2 separate regions of the Columba livia genome follow, and region 1 is linked to region 2. Evidence: chromatin contacts called from public Hi-C data. All regions are on one chromosome and are shown on one strand. The core of a region is the stretch at or near the end of the contact, and the rest is flanking DNA. Distances in the headings are between cores, read along the strand shown. Region 1 holds the start of FAT4 (FAT atypical cadherin 4). Region 2 has its middle 360 kb from the start of INTU.

Region 1 (3,633 bases), core at 110-2,609, 580 kb after region 2:
CTCAAAGTGCCGCTGCTCATTTCCCGCCAGGATTGATACAGAGATGTTCCCGTTGGCTGCAGGGGAGTCAGCATCGCTCACCGTCAGCAGGGCCACCACGGTACCAGGAGCTGCATTCTCATCCACGGAGGCAAAGCGGGAGGTGGCTGGGAAATAGCGAAACTTCACCCGGGGCTCGTTGTCATTGACGTCAAGCAGGCGGATGAGGGCCTCAGCTCGGCCGCTCAACGCCGGCACACCTCGGTCCATTGCCTGCACCGTCAGCGAGTACTGCTGCCGCATCTCATAGTCCAGGCACTCCCGGATGCGGATCACTCCACTCTCAGGGTCCACCTCAAATGGGAGGCTGCCAGCCCCCTCCCCACCACCGCCACCATCACCTCCTTCCAGGCGGTAGCGGATGTCAGCATTGGTGCCTTCATCAGCATCCGCTGCTGCCACCTGGAGAACACTGGCCCCCACAGGCGCATCCTCAGGCACTCTTGCCTGGTAAAGAGTCTGGCTGAATATGGGTGGGTTGTCATTGATGTCCTGGACAGTGACATTGACTTGCAGGTACCCTCGCCGACGGGGCTCGCCCTTGTCCTCCACTTGCACCAATAGCTGGTAGGTGGGGGTAGCCTCCCGGTCCAGTCCACCCCGGGAAACCAGGTGTAAGAAAGCCCCTTCACCACTGGGGTTGAGGGTGATGTTGAGCCGGAAACACCCCTCCTCATTGCCAGCCACAATGCGATAGGAGCTGTGGTCCACACCGTTAGTGCCGCTGTCAGCATCAGTGGCTGTGTCCAGGATAAGCTGGCGCCCGCTGCCCGTGTCCTCCTTGAAAGTCACCACGATAGAGGGGTCGGGGAAGACAGGCGCATTGTCGTTGAGGTCGAGCACCAGGACCCGCACCTCACTGGGGTAGGTGGGCTGGCTGGAGAGCACCACCAGGTCCACCACATCGCTGGCCAGGCTTTCGCGGTCGATGGTGGCACGGGTGTGCAGCGCACCCGAGGTGGCGTTGATGGAGAAGAGGGCGTGGTGCTCGCTCAGGCGGTAGGTGAAGCCGGGGCGGGTGGCGATGGTGCCCACCCAGGTGCCGGGCGGCTGCTCCTCCAGCACCTGGAAGACCTGGCGGGGCTCCGCGGCGGCGCCCAGCGGCAGCAGCAGCAGCGACAGCAGAAGCAGAGACGGAGCCCCGCGGGTGGCGGGGGGACGGCCCATGGCGCCCCGGTGGGGGCAGCGCCCCGGAGCGGGGACCCCCGGGGGTCCGCCTCCCCCCGACAGACGCCCCGACCGCTCCCGGCCCCTTCCCTCCCTCCTCACCCGCGGAGGCTCCGCTCCCCCTGCCCCGCCGCGGACGGGGGCAGACCCGCCGGCGCGCCGCGCTCACGGGACGCTCTGCTGCTGTTGCTGCAGCCGCTGCTGCTCCTCCCGCCGCCGCCGCTCCGGGGCTGGGGGACGGCCGGGGGCGCCGCTCCGCATCGCCGCTCAACAGCCGCCGCTACCGCCGGGGACCCCGCGCTCCGTCGCGCCTCAGCAGCCGCCGCCCCGCCACCATGCCCGGGCGCTCAGCGGCTACGCGAGGCGCCGCCGGGTTTGTAATCCACGGCCGCGGCGCTCGCCGCCGCCCGGCCCCAACTTTGCCCGGCGCTCATTGATCCCTTCCCTCTTGACGCCCGGGACAGGCTACCCCCCGGCCTCCCATTGGCCGCTCCGCCCACCGCCGTCCCGCCCACCGCCCCGCCCCGGCCGCCCGGCGGGGGCCCCTGGGCACCTGGGGTCTGTCCCGGCCCCAGCGCACCGGGAGGCGGCCGCCGGGGGAGGTCGCCCGTCCGGTCGGCTCGGGAGCGAGACGAAGCTCCACGCCGAAAGGCGTTCGCTGTTGGCTTGGACTGGGGGAGAGTCGGGGCGGCGGAGACCCTTCGGTCGGGCTGGGGCGTAGCGGCTGCGCTCCTGCCCCTCCACACCGAGGGACGTGGCGGCGGGAGCTGCGTCTTATTTTTAAAGCAGATCTTGCAGGAAATCAGGGGCTGCGCGGCGGCCGAGGCGTTTTATCCACGGGAAGATGCTCCGCTGTGCCGCGATAAACTTCCAAGTACACGTAGCCCAAACGGCGGCGCGGTGCGGGGCAGCGCGGAACCCGCCGCCCCCGCCAGCCCGGCCGCCGTGCTCCAAGCGCGGGCCGGGAGCGCCCTCTGCTGCCCCGCACCCCGCCGCTCGGCCCCGCAACCGGCCGCCGGAGGGGCTGGGGGGGGTCCTCGCTGCCCCTCCGCTGCCCTGGTGGGAGAGGTGAAGCATCATTCGGGTGCAGAAGCATCCCATGAAAACTGCATCCTGTGGTCTCGGTGAGATACCCTCCCGACCAAGAGCCAGCGCTTTCTTTCATCCGGAAAAAGCAGTGCCTTTAAGTCAGCCAAAAGCCCTGACCCTGTCTGCCTGCAGTCACTGCCAAGCATAAGGGTAGGGATGTCCCCAAAGCCAGCAGTCCTGGTAGAAGCAAAAGTCTAATTTTGAATTCACCAACCATTAAACGTAAGCAGGGATGTAAACATGGTGGTCAACCAACCTGTAGGCAACAATCGAGCTGGCAAAGTAAATATATCATAGCCACGTAACAAACCATCAAATAGGGAGTTTAGTGGCCCTTCCTTCTGCTGTAGTTCATGAACCTGGCAGTGGATTTTTCAACATGGAAAAATAAGAAAAGAGAGACGTTAGGGGAAAAGAAATAAGGAGATGGTATGAGTAATGTGGAGTTGTGAGAAGAGCACTATCCATTACTGTGAGGATAAGGTGTCAAAGGTGCTTTTTTCTCCCCTGTTCCCCTGGATATGATGAAAAAATGGAGCTCAAATAAACATTAGCAGAAGTCTTGTCTGGAAGCAGTTAGCAAGGAAGAAGTGGTGGTTCCTGTCCCTGGATGGTATTGTCATCTAATGCAAAGAGGTACTTCGGGCCATTAACTCCGACAAATCCCTGTTTCCTTTAGAGGATGGATTTGGCAGCCAGCAGCCTGGGGAGCTACATGCCCATGGGCTACAGGCTGGTGGGCACCGCAGCCAGCTGGGAGGGTCAGTGTGGTCAGGCAGCCTGTTGCCCAGCACTCCTACCTGCATGGCCACCCCGTGTCACCGCTGTTATCTCCCGGGACCTTTCCTCTCAGACACAGCAGTCCTCAGCCTGTATTTAGCTCTGCACTTTCCAGTGTCTGCTACTGACTTGGAGAAGGACTTTTTCGCCTCAAAGTGCTCTGCTTTCGCTGCACTAGTGAGTTCAGTAGGAGATAGCAATTTTATTCTTGCAAGAAGCTGGACAGTAAACAGACATGACAACTGAAAGGGGATGGTTGGTTCTGTCTGACTGCCTGGATCCCATAATGCTGTTACAGTCTGCACCAGTTCTTTGATATTTAACTCCATCTACAGGCGTGCAGCGACCCTTGCCTGCAGTGAGCAGTTCAGTAGGTCTTCTCAAAAGGCGGCCCTGTGTATCTAGGTGACTTCTTTGTCTTTAAAAAATGCACCCAGTTTAGATGAGGTGCTTAGAATCAGCAGAAAAAAGACCAATAATACTGTATCTGCAAAGAAAAAAATAATATATGGGGTGAAGGGAGAGCCTTACAAACAGAAGTTAACAACAGCTTCAGCT
Region 2 (3,859 bases), core at 459-2,958:
AACACGCAGGTCTTATGATTTTCCGACAGACTGTATAGATTAGGTGTTGTCCCTTTTCCTCTGTTTTTGTACATGTCTTTTTCTAGGTAATAATGGTGTGGCAGTAGCTTTCTCAAAGTGGTTGTTTTCTAATGTCACACATTGTGGGTACTTCATGGAGTGATTCTCTACCTCTTCTTCTCTGCACCCTAATTTTAAGAGGAATAATTTTGATTGCTGGGGCCATAGGAACTATACAGCTTTATTAATGAAAATATGCAGTGTAAACATACCTTAGGGTTTAACAAATGATTAATAACTGGTTTATGAATAGCTTCAAATAGTTACAAAATCAGCAGTTTATAGCTGTCCTACCTTCTGATTTTTAGATTTTTAGCTGTTTGTAACACAAGTACTGTTCATGTCTGCAGTTCACATGTCTGGAGTATTCAGTTCTCATTGTCTCTTTGCAAAGTACCCATAAAAGAGCATTAATAAATGTTTCTAACCAGGGATTCGTACTTGGTATTTGTGAGGGAGGAAGAATTTCATTTTTCTGTGCAAAAAATTGTCACTTGCACTTAGTTGAAGAAAATAAAAGAAGTTTGGAATCTGGTGGAAATGCTCCTGAAACTTCCTTCTCCTTTTGTCTTGCCCTCGCTATTTTTTGTCTACTGGCAGATCTTCTTGTTGATAGACCACTGTTTCAGTGTCCTCATTAGGATTCTCCAGAAAACTTACTTCTTCCCCTGTCTTATTGAGGTTGATGGCTGGCTTCCCATTTCCTCTTCTGGAAGTTGTCTGTTCCAATACCACAATATTAAAAATATGGATTCATTAATACAGCACTGGTTCTGGTTCCAATAAGTTTTAGTTGTAGTGAAATGGCAAGATGCTTCATGTGATTTGTCCTGGTCTACCCTAACTGTCGAGTAATAGCCAATATCAGTCAATCCTACATAGCCAGGCTCAGCCACAGACACATTCTGGCATGAACACAAATAATGAAAAATGGGTGTCGGCACCCATCCATTTTTCTGCAGCTGAATCCAGAAGTGAGCAATTATATATATTATTGTAAAGGGAAGAATCTTTCTGTCAACACCTATAAAAACTATTGAGGTATCCAATTATGTAAACCATTATCCTTCTAGAAACTGTGAATATGGAAAGAGCACTCTGTACTTGCAGAGACTTCCCTTGCAAGAGGAAAAGTGAACATCACCATGGTAGTTCTCCTAACTCACTGCCCTGTGGTAGCTTCATTTTGCACAACATTTGTAGGAGTCAGGTGAGAGGGTGCTGAGTGAAGCTAAAAAGGATTGGAGAGCTGTGCAAAAACAGAGATGATGGGTCCATAAATGAGCAGACCACTAGCCAAACTCTTCTTGGATGCTGGAGGAGATAAGCAACAGTATGATATCTCTGAAATTGAGATAATAAGTATAGGGCAAGCTGGGGCTTCCCCCTTCAACTAGGACTGATATCTGCATTTTCCACATCCATTTATTCCTTGTAGGCAGGATAAGGAAGAAAACTTTAAGCTATTTCACTCAATGGAGGTTGTTGAAATATCATACTGGTTGGATTGCTGTGAAAGGATGACTGAAGTGCCCTTTAAAGCTTCATGCAGAACAGCTTACGTTTGCCCCTGGTTTATTCTGAAACAGCTGGTCTTGCCTCAGCTAGGCAGGACTTAATGAAAAAAGGAATTAACCATGATTCTTCAGCAGCATCATCTCCCACATTGTTATGCTTGTAAAAAGAAAGTAAAACAGCAGTTAGCAACAGCCTTTTAAGAGCCTGTGAATCTCAAAGTCTCTTGCTGTTGGTAAGCGATACAGCTGCCTCTTGCAAGACTACACTGATGCCCTCTCCATCTGTATTTGTCTTGAGCAATTTGTAAATGAGAACTTGTCCTTTGTGCTATTGTAAGCTGCCTTACAGTAGTGCTGAACAAATATGCATGAAGACAGCCTTTGTCTGAAGAATGAGATGTAGTCAAAAGGCATATTCCCACCTTCAAAATGCTAGAAAATTATTACAGCTTTCAAGAGCTCTTCTTGAGTCTCAAATATTTGGAGGTTTTTCTGCCTCAGAGCTTGAGGCCTTGTGCTTTCAGAAATCTAATTGTGATTGGAGCTATGACTGTTTGAACATTCATGGATTTGATTATTCTTGAAGAATGTCCTCACTTTACATGTTCGAGAGCACATGATTTGTGGCATCATTCCCAGGGTCACACTCAAAATTCCTTTTGCATTCTTTTTCCCACACAGTGCCTGCAATGGCAGTGAACATATTCAGTATTCATCGTGCCCAAGGGGGTAAGCTAAAACCATCAGTACTATGTTTTCTTATAGTTGTTGTTATCTCTAGAAAAAGTTTCTATTTCATGAAGATAAGCTCACCAAGGAGTAATATGTGATAGGATAGACTCCTTTAATCAGTAACACGCAGTTAAGTAAACAGATGAGTGAAAACCAAAGAGGGCCAAAAATGTAATCACCTAAATGATTGCAAATAAATTGCTCAGAAATGGCCTTAGGCCTTTGAATGACTATGAAGACATCTTATACTTTTGATTAGATCCTGGACATTCTTACCTGATCTCTCCCATTTCGTATTATTACCACCAAAAACTAAATGGAGACATTCTGCAGATGTGCTCCCCTTTCCAAATCCAGAATGGCTTTGATTTTAAGGGTGTAAGTGGGAGAAAAATTCGGCTCTCCACAGGTGAGGTTCAAAGCTTGAGAAACAGATGCTGTGGTAAAACCCTGATTAGCCGAGGAACAAGAGAGACCCCATGATAACTGTGAGGTTGGGGGAATTAGGGAAACTGGCCAGATTTCAGCAGTGACTGATGGCTTCCCTTGGTTGCCATCAGTCAGCTGGGGTCCCCAGGGAGCACTGGCTTAGTGGGAAGTGGCAGCTGGGCTCCCGGACTTCTGTGATAAAGCTCATAGTCATTATGCACTGGTCAGACTTCAACACATAAAACTTTAAAACTGATTTTCAGTGTTCATGCTTTTTTCATAGACCATCAGCAGCTGTAGGAAAAATTAGAAAATTATGACAAGTGGGGGTTTCTTATAATCTGAGCTATTAGTAACAAAGAATTTGCTTCTGAATAAACTTCTGCCATATGCAGCTGCAATGCATGATCCTGTAACTGGGAAACTGCAAATATGTCAAAACCAGCAATAAATATCTACAAGTTTCTATAACAACAACAACACTGCTCAAACACCACCACAAGAAAATGCTCATTAAGGCCTAGATCTGCTTAAAATAGAGACTTAAAGAGCCTGGAGAAACTGTTTTCTTCTGAGGCTGAACTTGCCAGAGTTGATTCAGTTCTCCTGTAGGCTTGAAATCACTCAGCCAGAGGACTCCCATTGTCACAGCAGGAAGCTACTGTCTTAAAACAACATGTTTTAAATATAATAGCCTGTAATACTAAATGCTTTTGGCATCAGAACTCTAATTTAAAAAGCTTTCTAAAAAATTTCAGTTACTGGGCCAGATGTTTCTTACAATCTTTGGGAGAGGAAACAGGTATCCTGTCTCACTTTAGACAGCTTATTTACCATCTCAATTAATTAAGGCAATGCAGTGATTGGCACCATTCAGAAAACAGTAAACAGTGGCACAGGGTGAACAGCCTGAGTCTGTGGATAGAGGCAGGTGAGAACTTCTGACTCTGCTTTCTTCTGAAAACAAGTATGTTGTTTGAACGCAGCTGTAAATGTCCAAGGTTGCATTTGGAGATTACTGTCTTTGTGTATTCTACTGGGGTCAGAAACAGGAATTGAGATGCAGATAGTTACAAGGAGATGTTGGGAGAGTGCAACACTAGTTGAAGTTGGTGACCTGT

What was found. Hi-C and Micro-C count contacts between places; a contact is called where the count stands out from the background.
Region 1: a Hi-C map of crop shows a contact between it and region 2, with 4 times the contacts expected there. The contact joins the promoter of FAT4 here to the enhancer-like site in region 2. A contact is called at or near these places in 2 of 2 Hi-C or Micro-C datasets (crop and liver).

The regions. Positions count from the first base shown.
Region 1 is chr4:65,124,947-65,128,579 of bColLiv1.pat.W.v2, forward strand. FAT4 (FAT atypical cadherin 4) reads right to left here and starts at 1,360. Exons shown (of 17, transcript XM_021292324.2): 1 at 1-1,360. The coding sequence starts at 1,206.
Region 2 is chr4:64,547,088-64,550,946 of bColLiv1.pat.W.v2, forward strand. No RefSeq gene overlaps it. Among named protein-coding and RNA genes, the nearest start is that of INTU, 360 kb to the left of the region's middle. Within about 2 kb of position 1,709, at least 1 of the 3 cell types and tissues checked has an H3K27ac peak away from gene starts, as active enhancers do.